Regions from separate parts of the Mus musculus genome. Here all the other regions are linked to region 2. A link is a contact called in public Hi-C and promoter capture Hi-C data. All regions are on one chromosome and are shown on one strand. Each heading gives the region's core, a stretch centred on a gene start, on an enhancer-like site or on the middle of the called end of the contact. The rest is flanking DNA. Distances are from core to core; before and after follow the strand shown.

Region 1 (2,700 bases), core at 156-2,655, 3.7 Mb before region 2:
GAAGAAACATTTGAGAGTTTAATCTCTTGTTATAGTTGGGGGATGCTTGCTAAGAATAATACAAGGGCAAATCTTTCCTTCTGAAGTGGTATAGGAAGGCGGTGTTGGCAATAACCTTGTGGAATAGGCAATTTTTGCTAAACTTTAGTTGGAAAGGGGCTTCCAAGCCTGCCAATTTTCCCCTCAAACTCCCTCTCATCTCCAAAATAGTTAAAGTAGGAACTAAGTTGTGCCACCTAGACAAGACCAAGCTTCGAGAGAAACTTCAGCACAGCCAGGCAGGTCCAATCTACAAGTGGGGGTCCTGACAGTCAAGACTGGATATGTCACTGTAGCCCACGATGATGGAGGTTCAGACACTATTCTCCACATGCTTTTACGTATGCTATTCTAGAAAAAAACACTGGTCCACTCTCAGCATCAAAGTACTTTTTATAATGTTGGGGATTACAATAAGGGCTCTAGGGTACTTACAAACCAGCTCCCAGAACCCCAATTTCATTCTAGAGTCTGTCCAGAATCAAATTCAATACCCTTTCCACATTTAGTAGACTCTGTTAAATTCTATTTGCATTCAAAGATCTGAGTGCTAAAGACTAATAATGTTCACCCTCCACTTTTACTTGCCAGTGCACTCCTTTTCACATAAATTTGCTGTCTCAGCAATGTCAATGATTGATAGTCTGTGCAGAAGGACAGCACAGTCCCGCCCCCTCTCGAGACCCACCTTCCCAGGGTCTTTTCAGCACCAAGCTAGAGGTTTGGAGGGTTCCAGTTTGTTGAGTGGAAGTGAGTCCAGGACAAATAAAGACACAAAGGACTCAGAAACGAGTAAAGATGTGCACTCGTGAATAACGCCTTACGGTATGTACATTAAGAGGGCAAAAGAAAAAAAAAAATCCTTAAAATCTCTCAAGTTCATTAGTAGGGTACGCCAGCTCTCAGCGGTTACCGGGCACTCTTGTTTTGTTGTTAGGAATAGGAACAAGAGCCGAAACAGGCTTTTCTAGGTTCAAAATCTTTACAACTAATCCCGAGCTCCGATGATGAAAGATGCACTTCGTAATAAAGGGCCTCTGGGCAGCGCAGCCGCAGTCCTTAGACTCTTTAACCAACCGGCTTTATCCGGGAAGGACTTCCGCAGGAAGCCGGGACATCCTCGGGGCCTTAGTCTGAAGCTGATGAACAAGCCCGGCGACGTTGCCACCACAAGGTTTAGGTACCGACCGATCGAGCCCGAACCTCCTCTCCGGGTCACCGATACCTACCAAGCCGCGAGGCTCCCGGACGCTGCTGGGTACAGGTAGGCCGGACAGTAATCCGGCCGGGCGGCGGTCTCGCGCTCCTGCTTCACAGCGACCGTGCAACCTACGCCGGGGATACGGTGCACCGTAGCTTCGCAAGCCGGCGATTCGCCACGCTAGGCCGGCACCGCCCCCCACGTGGGCTGCGCTGCGAATGGGCGAGACCATCTGCGGCGGCGCGGGAAGGGACGCCGCGGGGGACCGGGACAGAGCTGGCCTGGGGTTTGCAGGCCCTGGAGCTGGTCGCCGCGTTCCCAGGATCAGTCACTCCGCCGTAATGTGGGGAGGGTGAGAGCTCTACGATGTCGCCCTACTAGGCTGCTTCTTCAGGCTGCCTTCTCCCCCTGCTCCGGGACGCGGTGGTGGCGCCGCGACCCCGCCCTCGCGCGCGGGTCCTTCCCTGGGCTAGCACCCTTCTCAGGGTGCCAGACCCCGCCCCAGCGTCAGGCACCTTCGCTGCTGCGGTCCGTCGCTGCCGGGGTCCCAGCCTTCTAGGGCCGGGGCCTCCGGGGCCGCGGCAGGACGGGGAGAAGAACTATGGCGTCCTGCGTGGGGAGCAGGACTCTGAGCAAGGATGATGTGAACTACAGGATGCATTTCCGCATGATCAACGAGCAGCAAGTGGAGGACATCACCATAGACTTCTTCTACCGGCCGCACACCATCACCCTGCTCAGCTTCACCATCATCAGCCTCATGTACTTCGCCTTCACCAGGTAAGTCTGGCCTGGAGTCGCGCGGAGCGCCGGGGAGAGGAGGACAGAGACGACAGACCGAGAAGCAGTAGAGGGGAGGGTGGCCAGGTGTGGCTGGTGGTAAGGAAGTGAGTAGCTGTTCCACGCGTGCAAGCTCGGGGACACAAGGGCCACACAGCTCCTCTGCCTACCGCGTGGCTTACAGTCCTCTCCGCCTACTTTTCCACCTGCCACCCCTCATGTCCAAATCCCATCTTTCTCATTCACTACGTCGGACCACACCAGGAACTCATGCAGGTCACCTAGCTGGGTGATCCACACCCCTTGCTCTGTATCGTTCTCTGTCACTATCAGAAGGCTCTGATCTCTAACCACTCATCCGTGGTCTGTCTCCAGCAAATGGCATGAACCATTTCATGATTGAACCTCCTTCAACTCACACTACACACATAAAACACACACCATACACAGAAAAATCCTCTGGCATTCAGTATTACCAGGCACACACACAAATGTACATGTGAGGTGCACCACACTGTTTTTCCTTTTATATACATTTCCCAAAGTCATCTAATGTAACTCTTCTCCCAGTCTCAAACACCACCTCAATGCCACAGCATCAGCAGTCGCTGTTGACACACATCCCAGTGGATGCCTCCCATGAAGCACAAGCCAATACCCATCATTTCCAATGTACTGTA
Region 2 (2,700 bases), core at 166-2,665:
AGACCAGAAAATCTCAGCAGCCAAAAGCCTGGTCCTTACCCACTCTCCCCTCCTACTTTTGCCTGTTTGTTACCAATATGTTGCTTCTAATGTAACTTTCCTCTTCTCTTTGCGTACATTGTTATAAACTAGCAGGGGATCAAAAAATTTGAGTAAATAGGCTCAAAACACAAATATGGTCCATTAAAGAAGCGTTCCATTCAGAATCTTTTAAGGGAGGGGAGGGTTATAAGATGCCTACACGATGTGGCCTAGCTACAACATGGCTTGACTCTCCATCTTCTCTATGAGAGTGCCAAACCATTTCCTATTCTCCAAGCAACTAGAACATACGAATCGGCGCAGAGACATTGCACTTTACAATAAAAAGCAAACTTCCACAGATAGCTAGCTAGTCTGCATCCCTTATCTCGTCTCACCAACCCCGAGGCTGCCACAGGCTTTGCTCATCAAACATCAAGAAACCGTCCCACTTGTTAAAACCGATCTCCAGAGCTACTTTTCAACATTCACAACTCCCACTGCCTCAACACCACCTCACCAGAACCCCCTGACATCTTCCATTATTTCCTTCCCAACATCTAAAATCCTGTCGAGTCGTACTTGCGCACGTTCATCTTATCCGTGTCCAGGTGGTTTACCAGAATATGAACAGTGCTTAGAACACTGGGTAGAAAGGGGATGAACTGAACGGGAGCAAGGGCAAGTTCCGTTTTGCCACTGACAATAGGTGAATGGAACTCTAAGACAGAAAGCTGTGCGAGTCTCCAGCCCTGAGCACTGGGGACTATTTCTATTGCATCAGTAAAACCTAGAACCCATCTGCAGCGATCCATTGTTAAGAACAGGACATGACACTGTAACAAACTACCTAGACCCACGTATGTTTATTGGACAATTTTAATCAGACAACTAACATGCTACTTAACAAAAGCTAAGCTTGGCAGTATATTAATAGATACGTGTAAGCTAAAATGCAGTTCCGTTCCGGAATCTTGGAAGTCTAGCGACCTGGGCACGCAACATAAAACCCTTGCCTTCAAACAACAAATAATTAGGAGTGCGAGGAGGCCTTCATCACAGAGAGGAAGATTCCCTCCGCGCGTAGACAGCGTCACCCACCAACCAAACTGGGCCCTGCAAACCCTGAGTCGGGAAGACGAGGAGTCCTGAAGAGCACGCTCACTCTGTCCGCCGCCGGCATCGCAGCAGCTGAACCAATTCTGTCCGTGATTAAACAAAGCACCGGCACCCGCCCCCAAAACGGCGCAAAAGGGTCAGCCAGGGATCCTGCGTACCTGCTGCAGGGAGGCGCAGCCCTGACACCGCGCGAGGTCGGCTGGCCCGGGCGCCGCCGGGTGCGTCTCGCCGGGCATCATGGTGCTGCGGCCCGGCCTGCAGGGCGCGCGCTCAGGGGCCCGCTGCCTCGGCCCTGCTCCGCCGCCCCAGCCACCGCCAGCCTGGCCGCTTCCCGCCGGGCGCGGGCAGGTCCATGCGTGCGCCAAGGTCCCCGTGGAGCCGGCCTAGGGCTCAGACCAGCGAAGCAGCCCAGGGCACTTGAGAGCGGCGCAGCCCCGAGGGCCCAAAGCGACGACAGCACACGAGGTCCCCGCCCCACCCAGCCCCGCCCCCCGTCGGGGCTGCCCGCAGATCCGCCTGATCAAAAAGCCAGAACGAAGCGTGGTCGTACAAAAAGCAAAGCCTTAGGACACATCTTGGAAGAGATGAACAAGAGCCAGGGCCTGCCTTCACGAACTGTCTGTGCATCTGTCAGCTGCCTCATTACAGGCCCTGTGTAGACGCCTAAATCCCTTCAGCCTCCAAGGGGCGGGGGTTTTGCGATGTCATTGGCATGCCGACCACCGAAGGAGGACCCGAGCCTGGGTTTGGAAAGTGCGAACGCTTCTTGCAGAGCTACTGCACTATTCTCCCAGTAGACAGGCAGGGAGCGGAAGAAAAACTACAATTCCCGGAGTGCCTCGCAGCGGCAGGGTGAGCACCGCCTGGAGGCCAACCTCTAGGGCTCCATGCTCTGCTACTAACGTGTGGGGTGTGTCTGCACGCAGCCAACCAGACAAACCCCTTCGAGCCGGTTTCCCAGTCATCTTCACCCTTAGGCTGGAGAGGTGGAAAGAAGAAATCCTCATTCAGCTTTAAAAGCCACTTGAAATCAGGGCTTGAACTCTCGCTGACATCCTAGCATTGTATCCACTCTCCTCAGAAACTTTGTTGCCATCAGTATCTGTCTACTAGGAAGTTTCTGGCGGCTCCTCATCTTCTGGTTACAAAGTCCCAATCTCAACAACAGTGTTGCATTTATTAGTGAGGGTTCTCTAGAGTCACAGAACTTATGGGTAGACTCTATATAGTAAGGGAATTTATTGATGACTTATACTCTGTAGTCCAACTCGCCAACAATGGTCAGCAGCAGCTGTGAATGGAAGTCCAACGATCTAGCAGTTGCTCAGTTCCACAGGGCAAGCAGGCAAAGAAGAGAGAGCCTATCTTTCTTCATCTAATGTCCTTATGTAGGTCTCTAGCAGAAGATACGGCCCAAATTAAAGGTGTGTGTCACCATGCCTGGATCTGGGACTTGCTTTGTCCCAGATGACCTTGAACTCAGAGAGCTTCCAATCTTAATCTCTTGGGATTCATAGCCAGTATATGCCTCAAGATCTCCACGATAGGGGCTGGTCAGAT
Region 3 (2,700 bases), core at 116-2,615, 3.3 Mb after region 2:
CAGCCTGGTCTACAAAGTGAGTTCCAGGTCAGCCAGGGCTACACAGAAAAACCCTGTTCCGAAAAACCAAGAAAAAAAAAAAAAAACCAAAAAACAAACAAACAAAAACGACAAAAACAAACAAAAAAACAAAAAAAACCCCACTAAAGTATAGCTAGGTCTGGCTGTAATTTCAGCATGCAAGCTGAGACAGAAGAACTTGTTTCAAACACAGACACTCAGACACACACACACACACACACACACACACACACACACACACACAGACACACACCTTCCCTCCCTCAGACCTCAGACATATACAAGAAAGTCATTAGTCAAGATGGGGCTTGGCAGTGTACTGTCTTAGGATCAACTGTAGGGTCCCAGGCCTGCAGTCATACCATCAGCCACCCTCAGGCTAATTAGAAAAAGGAGGTGCCACTAGTTCTTCACACACTACTATGAAAATTAATAAAAATTCAGTGTTTGAGACAAGCCTGAAACATTATGAGCATTCAATCCATGTTAGCAGCCCTTTTAAGGAAAACCTGAAAATGCATAGCTGTAGGGTCTAACCTGGAGTACGTACATAATCTTTGTAACAGGAAATTTGCCACTGGATTCTGGCTTTGCAAATTAAATACTTGCTCTACTGACACTGCACTTCCTTGCACCCCTAATTGACTGGAGATCACTTCTGTCGCTTAGCAGGTCCTATTACATGGAGCTCATCGTTAGGCTGTGCTCCATAGGCCAGTCAGTTGAGAGCTGTGGGGTCCTGCCAGATAGTCTGGGATGGTGGTAGGGTCTGGATGGGATATGCGGCAATGTGAGAGGTGAAACTCAAGAGTAATGTGTGGTGGGATGGAGGGCAAAGTCGGATCATGCTGTTAGGGTCAACTGAAGTGGGGTGGAGGTGTGCTGGGTCATACTAGGTGGGTTCATGTCAGGCTGTTCAGGTCGTGCGAAGTGGGGCCGTACTGAGGGGTGGGACGCTGTGGGGTGGAATCCTAAGAGTTGGGGTAAGGTCGTGCCACTCGGAGTCACGCGTGGTGGGGTCGGATCAGGTCGCGCCCCGCGTGGTCGGACTCCGTATATACGCTCACCTTCCGCTGCGCTGCAGAACCTCCACATGGACCGCGGGCGATTCGGCAACACAGGGAAGCGCTTGCTTCAGGTCGCCCACCGCCTCGTCCATGGCGCCGCCGCCGGGAGCCGAGGGAATGCCGCCGGAGTGAGGCCGCGGTCGCCTCCCTGCGCCCTGTGCGACAGCCTTCTCCGATGTAGGAGGATCCACCTTGGCTAAGGGCCGGCCAAATCCACTTCCGCCGCCCGAGCCGCTCGGCGCTTTGCAACCCGCCCCGCCCCACCGAGCTTCGAATCTGCCGCGCGCTGCGCACCGCCCCACCCTGACCCGGAAGCACTTGGCGGTGGCGAAGGCGCTACTTCCGACTGGCGCAGGTCGAGCTACCGGCAGCCGCTTCTCACCGGATCCCGTGCTATCTCAGCCATGGGCAAAAAGCACAAGAAGCACAAGGCGGAATGGCGCTCGTCCTACGAAGGTGCGGATCCCACGGGCGGGGTCTAGGTTGCCGATACGGGCAGGGGAAGGCGTTCCAGGGGAAGGGCGTGGTCTGTGCTGGGCGGGGTCCCGTGAGAAGGAGGAGCTTAGAGCCAGGTAGTGGACAATCGTAGGAGGGGCGGGGTTAGAGCTGAAAAAGGGAATCTGCTGCGAAGAGGCTATAGGCTTCTTTTTTGGGTCCTGTAGCCACTATGTACCTCCTCTCTGACACCAGGAAGACCCGCAGCAAAAAGAGGGCTTCCGTGAAGGAATTGGGGTCCTGGGTCTCAGGTCGGGTTGTTGTACCCTCGGAATATCCTCAGTGGTGATTTTGTGGTTTGAAAGAGAGGATTGAACACCAATCTGTCAGTTTGAGATTACATAGTCTGTGGTTTTGACAACTCCTTGCTGTCTAGATTCACACCCACAGGGGTGCAGTATTTCTACTCAGTATTTTGCAAGCTTGACCTACGTACGGTCTGTGTGCAGATTATACAGACACGCCACTGGAGAAGCCTCTGAAGCTGGTGCTCAAGGTGGGAGGAAGTGAAGTGACAGAGCTCTCAGGATCTGGCCACGACTCCAGCTACTACGACGATCGCTCAGACCACGAACGGGAGAGACACAGAGAAAAGAAGAAAAAGAAGAAGAAAAAGTCAGAGAAGGAGAAGCACCTCGATGAGGAGGAGAGGAGGAAGCGGAAGGTAAAGGTTCAATGGCCTAAGATGGGTCCCTAATCACGCCTGGCTATACCGTTGCTGCAGTTCTGGGCTTCCAGGGCATCTTCAGGTGATGCCTGTCAGGTGTCAGGAGTGGCTCTTCTTCCCAGTCTGGGGAATGCGCAGACGTGTGCGGAGCCTGCATTACCAGTCTAAAAGGGTTCTGGCTGTTCTGTGCCCTCTATTCTTCCATACTTACAGGAAGAGAAGAAACGGAAACGGGAGAAGGAACACTGCGACTCAGAGGGGGAGGCTGATGCTTTCGACCCTGGAAAGAAGGTGGAGGTGGAGCCACCCCCAGACCGACCAGTGAGAGCCTGCCGAACACAGCCAGGCAAGACCCTGTCCCCAAACATGAGTTTCCTACCTTGTCTATAGCGTGGTTATCTAGTTGTTGGGGACATTTCACAAGCTAAAAATGAGTAAATTCTCTTGAAG

Evidence for each region. Promoter capture Hi-C pulls out the DNA fragments that hold promoters and counts their contacts. Hi-C and Micro-C count contacts between places; a contact is called where the count stands out from the background.
Region 1: a contact with region 2 is called in a promoter capture Hi-C map of pre-B cells. The contact joins the promoter of Mterf3 here to the promoter of Ice1 in region 2. A contact is called at or near these places in 2 of 39 promoter capture datasets (cranial neural crest and pre-B cells) and 1 of 484 Hi-C or Micro-C datasets (CD8 T cells).
Region 3: a Hi-C map of CD8 T cells shows a contact between it and region 2, with 10 times the contacts expected there. The contact joins the promoter of Trip13 here to the promoter of Ice1 in region 2. A contact is called at or near these places in 2 of 39 promoter capture datasets (cranial neural crest and pre-B cells) and 3 of 484 Hi-C or Micro-C datasets (CD4 T cells, CD8 T cells and pre-B cells).

Annotation. Positions count from the first base shown.
Region 1 is chr13:66,931,667-66,934,366 of GRCm38.p6, forward strand. It overlaps Mterf3 (mitochondrial transcription termination factor 3), which reads right to left and starts at 1,406. Exons shown (of 8, transcript NM_025547.4): 1 at 1,269-1,406. It overlaps Ptdss1 (phosphatidylserine synthase 1), which reads left to right and starts at 1,164. Exons shown (of 13, transcript NM_008959.3): 1 at 1,164-2,020. The coding sequence starts at 1,842.
Region 2 is chr13:70,636,219-70,638,918 of GRCm38.p6, forward strand. It overlaps Ice1 (interactor of little elongation complex ELL subunit 1), which reads right to left and starts at 1,416. Exons shown (of 19, transcript NM_144837.3): 1 at 1,299-1,416. The coding sequence starts at 1,379.
Region 3 is chr13:73,936,402-73,939,101 of GRCm38.p6, forward strand. Trip13 (thyroid hormone receptor interactor 13) reads right to left here and starts at 1,366. Exons shown (of 13, transcript NM_027182.2): 1 at 1,089-1,366. The coding sequence starts at 1,180. It overlaps Brd9 (bromodomain containing 9), which reads left to right and starts at 1,427. Exons shown (of 16, transcript NM_001378947.1): 1 at 1,427-1,544; 2 at 2,033-2,247; 3 at 2,464-2,596. The coding sequence starts at 1,493.